Regions from separate parts of the Sus scrofa genome. Here region 2 is linked to region 1. Evidence: chromatin contacts called from public promoter capture Hi-C data. All regions are on one chromosome and are shown on one strand. The core of a region is the stretch at or near the end of the contact, and the rest is flanking DNA. Distances in the headings are between cores, read along the strand shown. Region 1 holds the start of MTPAP (mitochondrial poly(A) polymerase). Region 2 has its middle 89 kb from the start of MAP3K8.

The links. Promoter capture Hi-C pulls out the DNA fragments that hold promoters and counts their contacts.
Region 2: a promoter capture Hi-C map of liver shows a contact between it and region 1, with 7 times the contacts expected there. The contact joins the enhancer-like site here to the promoter of MTPAP in region 1. A contact is called at or near these places in 2 of 5 promoter capture datasets (liver and skeletal muscle), 7 of 47 Hi-C or Micro-C datasets (alveolar macrophages, blood, embryonic fibroblasts and 3 more) and 2 of 2 datasets of contacts at active chromatin or transcription factors (alveolar macrophages and skeletal muscle).

Annotation. Positions count from the first base shown.
Region 1 is chr10:40,761,708-40,767,154 of Sscrofa11.1, reverse strand. It overlaps MTPAP (mitochondrial poly(A) polymerase), which reads right to left and starts at 2,738. Exons shown (of 11, transcript NM_001317082.1): 1 at 2,585-2,738. The coding sequence starts at 2,738.
Region 2 is chr10:40,654,707-40,660,019 of Sscrofa11.1, reverse strand. No RefSeq gene overlaps it. Among named protein-coding and RNA genes, the nearest start is that of MAP3K8, 89 kb to the left of the region's middle. Within about 2 kb of position 3,444, at least 26 of the 83 cell types and tissues checked have an H3K27ac peak or open chromatin away from gene starts, as enhancers often do. A contact at or near this core is called in alveolar macrophages, liver, retroperitoneal adipose tissue and 1 more, where this site is marked.

The DNA of each region.
Region 1 (5,447 bases), core at 1,489-3,988:
GGCATCTGTTTCCCCTAGTTCTGGTACCAGCACAACCCTGCTTGCAGGGTGTGGTGGGACTGCCATCACGTGTGCCCCCAATAGACCAGCCAGGACTATCCAATCATTTTAAACAGTTCCTCTTGGTCCAGAAGGTGGGGTTGTGATGATGACAAGTTCTTTCTCAGAATTTTTCAAGTTCAGGCAAAAGATTATTTCTTCTTCCCTTTGCAGAAAGCTGCAAGCTGTGAACACAGAACTGCTAATGGCATCCAACCCCCCACCTCTCTCTTAAAGCCCCACAGAAGAAAAATCTGAGATAAGGAGGCCACCAAACAATAGCTGAGGAGCTGAGGAAACAATAACTCACTCTGACCACATCCATCCAGACCCTAAAGTAGCCACGTCTCCTTCTCGGGTACGGTGACATGGTTGGTATATCCTCCCTTTCTACTTAAGCTAGTACGAGTTACTGTCACCTGCACCCAAAAAGTCCTGAACAATACACTACCTATTCTTGTCCTTACATCAGGGTTCTTTCTACTACTCACATGAAAATTATGTCAAAACTAAGACCAACAAGGAAATAGGAAATTAGTAGATTATATAACTATTTTTCAGCCATTAAGAGCCTGACCAAAAATGGAAGTGGGCTTATTTATAAAACAGTGTGTTTCTTTTCTTTCTCTCCCCCCCACCCCGGTCATTTTTGGAGTTCCCAGGATTAGATCGGAGCCACAGTGGAGACTAAGCCACAGCTGCAGCAGCACCAGATCCCTAACCCACTTCCCAGTGGCTCCCAAGATGCTGCCAATCCCATTGCGCCACAGCAGGAACCGCAAGTGTGTTTGTTTTCTTTTTATTTTATTTTATTTTATTTTATTTTATTTTATTTTATTTTATTTTATGGCCACACCCCCAGCATAGGGAAGTTCCTGGGCCAGGGACTGAATCCAAGCCACAGCTGCAACCTCCACCACAGCTCTGACAATGCCAGATCCTTTAACCCACTAGGCCTGACCAGGGATCAAACCTGAACCTCTGCAGTGACCCGAGCCACTGCTGTCAGATTCTTAACCCACTGGGCCACAGCGGGAATTCCAATAGTGTGTCTCTTGTTACCAGAAAATGTAACTACCAAAGTTGTGGCAATGAGTTCTCACACTGAGTAAAAAACTGAATTGGATATTTTTCAGTTTCCTTCTAATTACAAAACTATATACTTCTAAGTGAATTATAAGGTGTAGGTAGCTTCTCTTTAAAAATGAAAAAGACATTCAAATGAGGATTGTTACTAGTTATGCCTCATGAGTCCCTAAATATTTTAGAGGGTTATGTTATCCGAATGATACAAAATGAGGCACATTTCCTAAGAAAAACAACAAAGCTTTACTAAGTGAAGCCTTGGAATCAGAGGTTTTATTCTTACCTTTGCTATTGAATAGCTGAGTAAATATAAACAAGCCACCTGGGTTAGTCTGTTTCCACAATTATAAAACGGAGTAATAATTACTCTTTCCAAGCCTAGTTCAGAGGTTTCAATATCTCAAAAACCATACAAAAAACTCAAACGTAAACCATGTTAAAATGCAATAGCTTCTTTGGCAGAAGTTTTGCTCCAATTTCCAGTCACTTAAGAATTTTTAACAGAAGCAGCGTCTACTAAATACAACACAATCGGCATTTCAATGAACTGTCGTTTTAACTAATATTTCTCACTCTGTCAATATGAGTCTTTCAGACAGACCGATGAGGACAGCAATCTTATCATTTATTTTAGGGGAAATACTGTACTTGTTTAGTCTACCTTAGAACTGTCCCCAGAAATTATTTTGTTTCTTAAAACTATAGCTCCAGGAAATGGTAAACATCAACACATTTTGTTTAACAAAGGATTCTAAATTAACTTGGCTGCAAGTCACTTAGCTCTCTGCGCCTCTTTCCACATCACTAAAATGGAGACAGGGATGCATTTCTTGCTAGATTTGTTCAAGAATTGTAAAGAACATATACGCAGCTCCGGGGTCACAAGAGAGGTTCAAGCATGGTGGACTTAATACACTTGCATATAAATTTAGAACGCCTGAGGGACAACAACCTGTTCCAGTGGATTCAAACCTGGTACCAAGCTGATTTTGCTCAAAATGGCCAGAAACATAAAGCAACCGACAGTAATTTCAGAGGCAGAACCCTCCACTGGATGACCGGGAATCCCCGTTATTAATCAACGGCTTCACCACGCTCAGCCTCCATCAGCACCTTGTAAGCATCAAAACCAGTTACATTTGGGAGTAAGGAAGCGACTGACTGAGCCGAGGCATCACTTTCATTACCCGCAACGTTACTTTGCCAAATTGTCAAACACTAGCAAACCGTGCTGCCGGCACGCACTTCACAGGTTCCAATAACGTCATCACTGTGCACAAGAGTCTCCGGAAAAGAACCGTCACACACCCACCCCGCCGCCAGTCCGAGCCACGGCGGCGGCCCTCGGTTCCCCGAGGGAGGTCTGCCGAGGACGGGACGCGGCCTCCCCCAACCCCAAAGGGTCCACGGCCGCTTCCCCTTCCCTCTCCCACCGCGACTACAGACCCGGCGCCTTTACCTGTCTCCGCGCTCCCCGAGAACTGCTCTTCTCTCCTGAGGTCTGCGGCCACCGTTCCCGGACAACTGAGAAGCCTACGGAGAGCACGCTGGACTTGATTTCTCTGAGCACCGAGGGACAACCGGGTCAACAGTCCCACGCCGCGGGCCGCCATTGTCAGAGCGGCGGAGACTCCGAGCCAGGAGGTCGCCGGGCGTCTGCGCATGTGCGCCGAGGCCCAGAGGATGGGAAGCCTAGAGGGTCAAAGTAGGAGAAAAACGTTCACGTGTAAAAGAAATTGAGACGCGGTTTGAATGGGGATGGCTGAGGTTTTCAACACGTTTTATTTCCGCTCTCCGGGTTCTCCAAAAGAAGACCCCCAGAGAACGAGCACACCACCTACTCTTTCACATAGCCGTGAAAACAGAACCAGAGAGCAAGGGCAGGAGGAAAGAGCACTGACTTGGGAACCTAAGAATATAATAAACCATAACACTGTTTCTTTTTGTCTTTTTTCTTTTTTTTAAAATTATATTGAAGTATAGTTGATTTACAATGTTGTGTTAATTTCTACTGTACAGCAAAGTGATTGGGTTATACATATACACATATACATTCTTTTTCAGATTCTTTTCCCGTATTGGTTATCACAGAATATTGAGTAGAGATTTCTGCGCTCTACAGCAGGTGGCGTTGACCATCCATTCGCTGTATAACTGAATAACACTTTTTCTTGACCAAACACTGTTCTATGTGCTTTACAGGTGTTGACTCTTTTAATCCTTGCAACAGCCCTGTGAGGTAGGACTCTTATTATCTCCATTTACTTATGGGTAGGCTAAGGCACAGAGGGGTTAAGTGACATTTCTAAAGTTGTACAGCTAGGCAGGGACAGAGATGGGAGTTAAACCCAGGTTTCCTGGTACAAGATTTCTTTCTTTCTTCCTTTCTTTCTCTCTTCTTTCATCCCTCCCTCCCTCTCTTTCTCTTCCTTCGTTCCTCTATTTCTTTCTTGCTTTCTTTCTCTTCCTCCCTTCCTTCTTTTCTTCCCTTTCTTTTTTTGGAACAATTTTATTGAGATTTAATTCATATATTCATATTACACAATTTGCCCCTTTAGGTGTGCTATTCAAGATTTTTAGTATATTCACAAAGATGTGCAATAACCACAATCATTTTAAAGCATTTTCATCACCTCCAAATGAAACCTGTGCCCATTAGCTACCACCTCTCATCGCCACCCTCCCCCCCAGCCCTAAATAACCACTTACCTACTATGCATCTCTATAGAATTGCCTCTCTGGACATTTCATATAAATGGAATCATACAATATGGTGTAATGGCATGTCTTGTTACCTCATTCCTTTCTATAGCAAAGTAATATTCCATTGTATGAATATGCCACATGTGGCTGGTTATCCATTCCTCAGTTAATGGGCATTTGGGTTGTTTCCACCTTTTTGTTATGATAAATAATGCTGCTATGAATGTTCATGTACAAGCTTTTGTGTGGACGTATGTTTTCATTTCTCTTGGGTACACCCAGGAGTGGAATTGCTGGATCACAGTATAGCTCTATGTTTAACTTTTTGAGTAACCACATGCAGCTGCATCATTTTCATTCTTACCACGGTGTATGTGTTTTCTAGTTTCTGCACATTCTTATCAACATTAGCTATTTTCCATAGCTCTTTTTTCCATAGCTCTAATTTCTGCACATTCTTATCAATGAAGCTATTTTCCATAGCTTTTTTTTTTTTTCCTGTGATCATGGGTCATTTGTGTATTTTCTTTGGAGAAATATCTAATCAGATCCTTTGCCCATTTTTAAATTAGATTGTTTGTCTTTTTTCTATTGTTTTATGAGTTCTTTATATATTCTGGATATAAGTCCCTTGTCAGATATATGATTTGCAAATATTTTATCCCATTCCATGTGTCGAATTTCACTTCTTTGATGGTACCTTTGAAACATAAAAGGGAATTTTGATGAAATCCAATTTCTCTGTTTTTTCCTTTGTTGGCTGTGCTTTTAGGGTCGAATCTAGAAAGCATGGCCTAACCCAAGGTTGTGTAGACTTACCCTTATGTTACTTCTAAGATTTTATATTTTTAGCTCTTTCATTTAGGTCTTTGGTCCATTTTAGGTTAATTTTTTATTTAGTGCTAGGTAGGCATCCAGCTTGATTTTTTTGGATATGGATATCCAATTATCCAAGCACTTTTTTTTTTTTTTTTTTTTTTTTTTTTTGCTTCTTAGGGCTGTGGGTGCAGCATATGGAAGTTCCCGGGCTAGGGGTCAAATCAGAGCTGCAGCTGCCAGCCTACACCATAACCACAGCAATGCCAGATCCAAGCCATGTCTTTGACCTACACCACAGCTCACAGCAATGCTGGACACTTAGCTCACTGAGCGAGGCCAGGGATCGAACCTGCATCCTCATGAATACTAGTCAGGGTTCCAAACCTGCTGAGCCACAATGGAAACTCTGATCCCAGCACTATTTGTTGAAAAGACTGTTCTTCATCCATTTATTGCCAAATGCAAGCCCATGTGCCCAACACACAGTGAGGCCAAACAATGGGGTAATGTCAGAGTTTGGAGCATAGAAAGGTTTATTGCAGAACCAAGCAAAGAGACAGGTGGCTCATGCCTTAAAAAAGCCCAGACTCCTGGAAGGTTTTCAGCAGAGCCCTTTGAAAGGCAAGGTGAGGGAGGGGCATGGTTAGTTGTGGCGAAATCCTTAGTTCTCCACAAGCTTCTACTATATAGCATATGGAACTATATTCAATATCCTGTGATAAAACATAATGGAAAAAAGAATGTATATAAATGTATAACTGAAACATGGTGTTGTACAGTGGAAATTTACACAACATTGT
Region 2 (5,313 bases), core at 2,195-4,694, 110 kb after region 1:
TCTTGTCCGAACAAAGAACATTAAATAAGTCAGTCCTGCTGTACAGCATAGGGACACCTATATCCAATCTCTCGTGATAAAACATGATGGAAGATAATATGAGAAAAAGAATGCAGTACAGCAGAAAGTGACAGAACATTGTAAAACAACTATAATAAAATTTTTTTTAAAAAAAGAAAAAAATGTATATATACGTGTGGCCGGCTCACTATGCTGTACAGCAGAATTTGGCGCAACGTTGTAAATCAACTATACTTTAATAAAAATTAAAAATATAAAATACGAAATAAGAAAGAGATAAACATTAAAAAATTTGAGTCAGGGTTACATTTCTTCGAGTTTAAAAAAAAAAAAAAGAAAGAAAGAAAGGCAGAACAGGAGTTCCCATCTTGGTGCTACGGAAACGAATGCGACTAGGAACCATGAGGCTTTGGGTTTGATCCCTGGCCTCGCTCAGCAGGTTAAGGATCCGGTGTTGCTGTGAGCTGTGGTGTAGGTCGCAGACATGGCTTGGATCTGGTGTTGCTGTGGCAGTGGTGTAGGCCGGCGGCTGTAGCTCTGATAAGACCCCTGGCCTGAGAACCTCTATATGCTGTGGGTGCGGCCCTAAAACTACAAAAGATAAAACAAACAAATAAACAAACAAAAAAAAACCCAGACCAGCAAGTACATAAGTTAGCATGACCTTGCACCAAAGGGGGAGCAGCACTGGTGTCCCAGCAAGAAGGGAATTTAATCTTATTTTTAACATGTACACTCACAAATCAGTCATTTCTCTATTCTAACAATAAACAACAAAGGGAAATTAATAAAACAGTTCCAAGAGTTCCCACTGTGGCTCAGTAGGTTAAGAACCTGACTGGTATCCATGAGGATGCAGGTTCAATCCCTGGCCTCACTCAGTGGATTAAGGATCCAGTGTTGCCGTGAGCTGTGGTATAGATCGCAGACTCGACTCGGATGTGGCATTGCTGTGGCTGTGGTGTAGGCTGGGGGCTACAGCTCCAATTAGACCCCTAGCCTGGGAACCTCCATATGCTGTAGGTGTGGCCCTAAAAAAAGAAAAGAAAAAAAAAGAAAACAACTCCACTTTCAATAGTATTGAAAAGAAATTAATATTTGCACAGAAATGTTTAACCAAGGAGGTGAAAGCCTTGTACACTAAAAAGTACAAAACCTTGCTGAGATCTCGTGTAACCTCTGGAAACTAAAGCACAAAGCATTATGAGTGAGAGAATAATGGTGAAAAAGGTTAACATTGTGCTCATATTTGCATGAAAACAGCTTTGACCTTGAGGACTCCCTACAAAGATTTTGAGGAAGCCCAAGAACCGCTAGACCACACTTTGAGAATGACAGATTAGTTTAATCCAAAATTAAACATGCATGGCAACATCAAAAATGTATAAACTATGGTAATTTTATATTTAGTTTACTGAGGAATCTCCATACTGTTTTCCATAGTGGTTGTACCAATTTACATTCCCACCAGCAGTGTAGGAAGGTTCCCTTTTCTCTACACCCTCTCCAGCATTTTTTATTTGTAGACTTTTTAATGATGTCTATTCCAACCAGCGTGAGGTGGTATCTCATTGTAGTTTTGATTTGCATTTCTCTAATACTTAGTAACCTTTTCATGTGCTTACTGGTCATCAATAGGTCTTCTTTGGAAAATCTCTATTTAGGTCTTCTGCTCATTTTTCAGTTGGGTTGTTTGTTTTTTTGTTGAGTCGTGCAACAGAAACTAAAGAAACATTGTCAATCAATTATGCTTTAATAAAAAAAGAAAAACATAAAAAAATAAATAAACCATGAATTTTGAAAATCATGTCACCTTGAGTTTATAGTCTGAAAAAAACGGACGTTTAATTTCTGATGTTCCTGGTAGAAATTTCAGACAGAGTTCTTGATGTCCTTTCCTTTTGTGAATCATGAAACCTGTGGATTTTCAGCAGAGAGGTCCCCTGGTGTGCCATCAGAGGCTTGGTGACCCATTAGGTTTTATACGGGAGAGAGTTCTATTTATGGCTCTTGGAATGTAGAATTTTGATAACATTTAAAAGTAATACCCTTTCCTCCTTAAGGGCGTAGAGGTCAATGCCTCATGCAGCATGATGGAGAACATGTGATGTTTGAATGCAGGTGCTTAACAGCTGGACAAAAATTTTTTTTTTTTTTTTGGTCTTTTTGCCATTTCTTGGGCCGCTCCCACAGCATATGGAGGTTCCCAGGCTAGGGGTTGAATCAGAGCTGTAGCCGCCGGCCTACACCAGAGCCACAGCAATACGGGATCCGAGCTGCATCTGCAACCTACACCACAGCTCACAGCAACGCCGGATCCTTAACTCACTGAGCAAGGCCAGGGATCGAACCCATAACCTCCTGGTTCCTAGCTGGATTCATTAACCACTGAGCCACGACGGGAACTCCTGAACAGCTGGACAACTTTAGGCAGTTTATTTAGCCTTCTGATCCTCAGTTTCTTCCTCAGTAACATGGAATAACGATGGATGATTCTATGTATATGTTCAAAGGCCTTCGACCATTCCTAGCGCAGGAGAATTCCCAATTCTGACTTCAGCTGGCGTTTAATGAGGCCTTTGCCATTATCACGATGTGTATCCCGGTTCTGCTAAAACACAACTTTCAACAAAAATGTTTTCTTCTGGCAGTACCTTCCATGTCTGAGAGTTCAGATGGTTAGAAAACTCAAGAAGCTTCCACTTCCCTTCATATTGGTTCCTGCCCTTGAAATGGTGGAATAAGTCTTCTGTCCTGCCCACGCCTTCCCTTCTCCAGATTAAACATGGTCACAGTGTTCCAAGCCTTCTTTTTCCTTTGAATACAAAGAAGATCCAGTTCTGCATGTCACAGGACCGGTTTGGGCCCAAACCACAGGCGGGATATACTTTTCCTTTCCATTCTCAGCTTCTGGGGTGTTTGCGGGGTGGGTTTACCCTACATGCCATCCTTGGGTTACACTACAGCCATTTAAATGGAGTGTGGAGTTCCCCTTGTGGCGTAGCGGAAAAACGAATTTGACTAGTATCCAAGAGGGGCAAATTCGATCCCTGGCTTCTGTCTGGCATTACTGTGAGCTGTGGTTGCAGATATAGCTCAGATCCTGTGTTGCTGTGGCTGTGCCGTAGGCTGGCAGCTGCAGCTCTGATTCAACCCCTACCCTGGGAACTTCCAGAAGCCGCAGGTGCCATCCTAAAAAAGCCAGAAAAAAGTTCTTGTTTGCTTGCTACTTAACCACCCATGATATCAGTCACGGAAGGTACCCGTTGCCTGCTGAGCAAATAGCCTGGGACAGAAAGCAATGCTCTGTCTACTCTGGGCAGTGTGACATTTCTCCATCTCTCCCGTGTCACACTGGCCACTGTGACCTTGACTTCTAGGTGCAGCCTGATGGGTGAAATAGAACTGTGTTTGCTTCAGAAGAGCCTGTGTCATCAGAAGCCGGTGAGTCACTGCCTGCAAAGCTAACATCCGTGTTCATGTCGTGTGGCTTTGGGACGAGTCGTGGCCTTTTCCCCAGATTGTGGTCAAAATGCTGACACTTTCCCCGGTGCTATCTTTTCACAATCTCCAGGCTCTTTCGTGTCCGAGAGGTCAGAACGTGGAGAGTTATTACTCATCCCCTGGGCATTCTCAGTTCTGAACCAAAAAAGCTACGGGAACTTCCAGTTTCGAGCTCTTAGCATTTTGAAACTGCAAACTAAAGAGAACACATGGTCAGTTTCAGGTGCAACATCTTTTCCAACATTAAAAAAAAAAAAAAAAACAACAAAAAAACAACTCAGGAGTTTCACTGGTGATGCTGTTGCCTTTTTGCTCTTCCAGCTGGAACTCAGAATGAAATGCTCCTGGAACTGCATTTTCTGACTCCTTGGTTGGAAAGGGGGTCTTTCATGGACTCTTTGGGAAAATACATTACATCCTTGAGCTCCTGGTTGCAATAGTTTACAAGGCTTCATGAGAGTGTGCCCTCCGCTGAATTTGTTGCCAGCTCTGCTGGGCAGGCAGAGCGGAGCAGGGTGTCCCAGCCTCTAGCCTGGAGAATCGAATTGACCACAAGTTTAATGATTTTGGCTGGAACAAGCCTGCTTTTACCAGCATGGATGTTTGGAAAACTCACCAGCCTCCTCTCCATTTCTTCTGTGGAAAGGCATCCTAACAGCCTCTTCCTGCTTGTGGAAGTGAGGCCACCCACCTGGAATTCCTCCCCACTCCCACCCCAGCAGCACCTAAGGCATATGGAAATTCCCAGGCTAGGGATCCAATCGGAGCTGCAGCCGCTAGCCTATGCCAGAGCCACGGCACCACCTGGAACACTCTTCTTCCATCCAGACTGTAGCTGGAGGAGCAGCGAGGCTCAGTGTGGTCAGATGTCTAGGAAGACAGACACACCTGGTCCTCTGGACCAGGAACCCATGTGAGAGGTTCACTGGCTTTTAATGGTTGGGAGCTTGGGGGTCCTACAGGGATGCTGGCAGCTGGACACCCTGCCTGAGAAGCTCAACTCAGATTCCTCTGGTCATCAACTTGGAACAAGCCTCTGTAGTGAGCAACGGGGCACCTCACCATAGTATCAGCCTGGGGAACTGGCCCGATGATGGAGGAATCTCACCATTGTAGGTATCCAGGTCGGAGGCTGGGGTCTCCTGCCTGGAGTGAGGAACTGTCCCTGGAAAGCATGGAAGCATTCCTACTGCTTTCATTCAAAATCAATATTTTATTTAAAATATATGCATTTGTTTCTCTTACTACAAAAGTAATGCTAGATTCAACATCCTGTGGCAAACTGCAACAGAAAAGAATATGAAAAAGAATATATGTATACACACATATATATATTGAAAAAGAATATATATACACATATATAGACACACACATATACAGACACATATATACACATATACACGATATATATATATATATATATCTGAATCACTTTGTTGTACAGCAGAAATTAACACAACATTGTGGAGTTTCCATTGTGGCTCAGTGGGTTAAGGACTACTCATTGTCTCTGTGAGGATTTGGGTTCGATCCCTGGCCTTGCTCAGTGGATTAAGGATCTGGTGTTGCCATAAGCTGCAGTGTAGGTTATAGATACAGTCCGGATCTGGCATTGCTGTGGCTGTGGTGCAGGCCTGCAGCTTCAGCTCTGATTCACTCCCTGCACTGGGAACCTCCATATGCCTCAGGTGCAGCCCTAAAAAGAAAAACAAAACCCCCCGTAACATTGTAAATCAACTCTACTTCAATGAAAATCTAACAAAATAATACCCAGTTATGCTAGAGCTT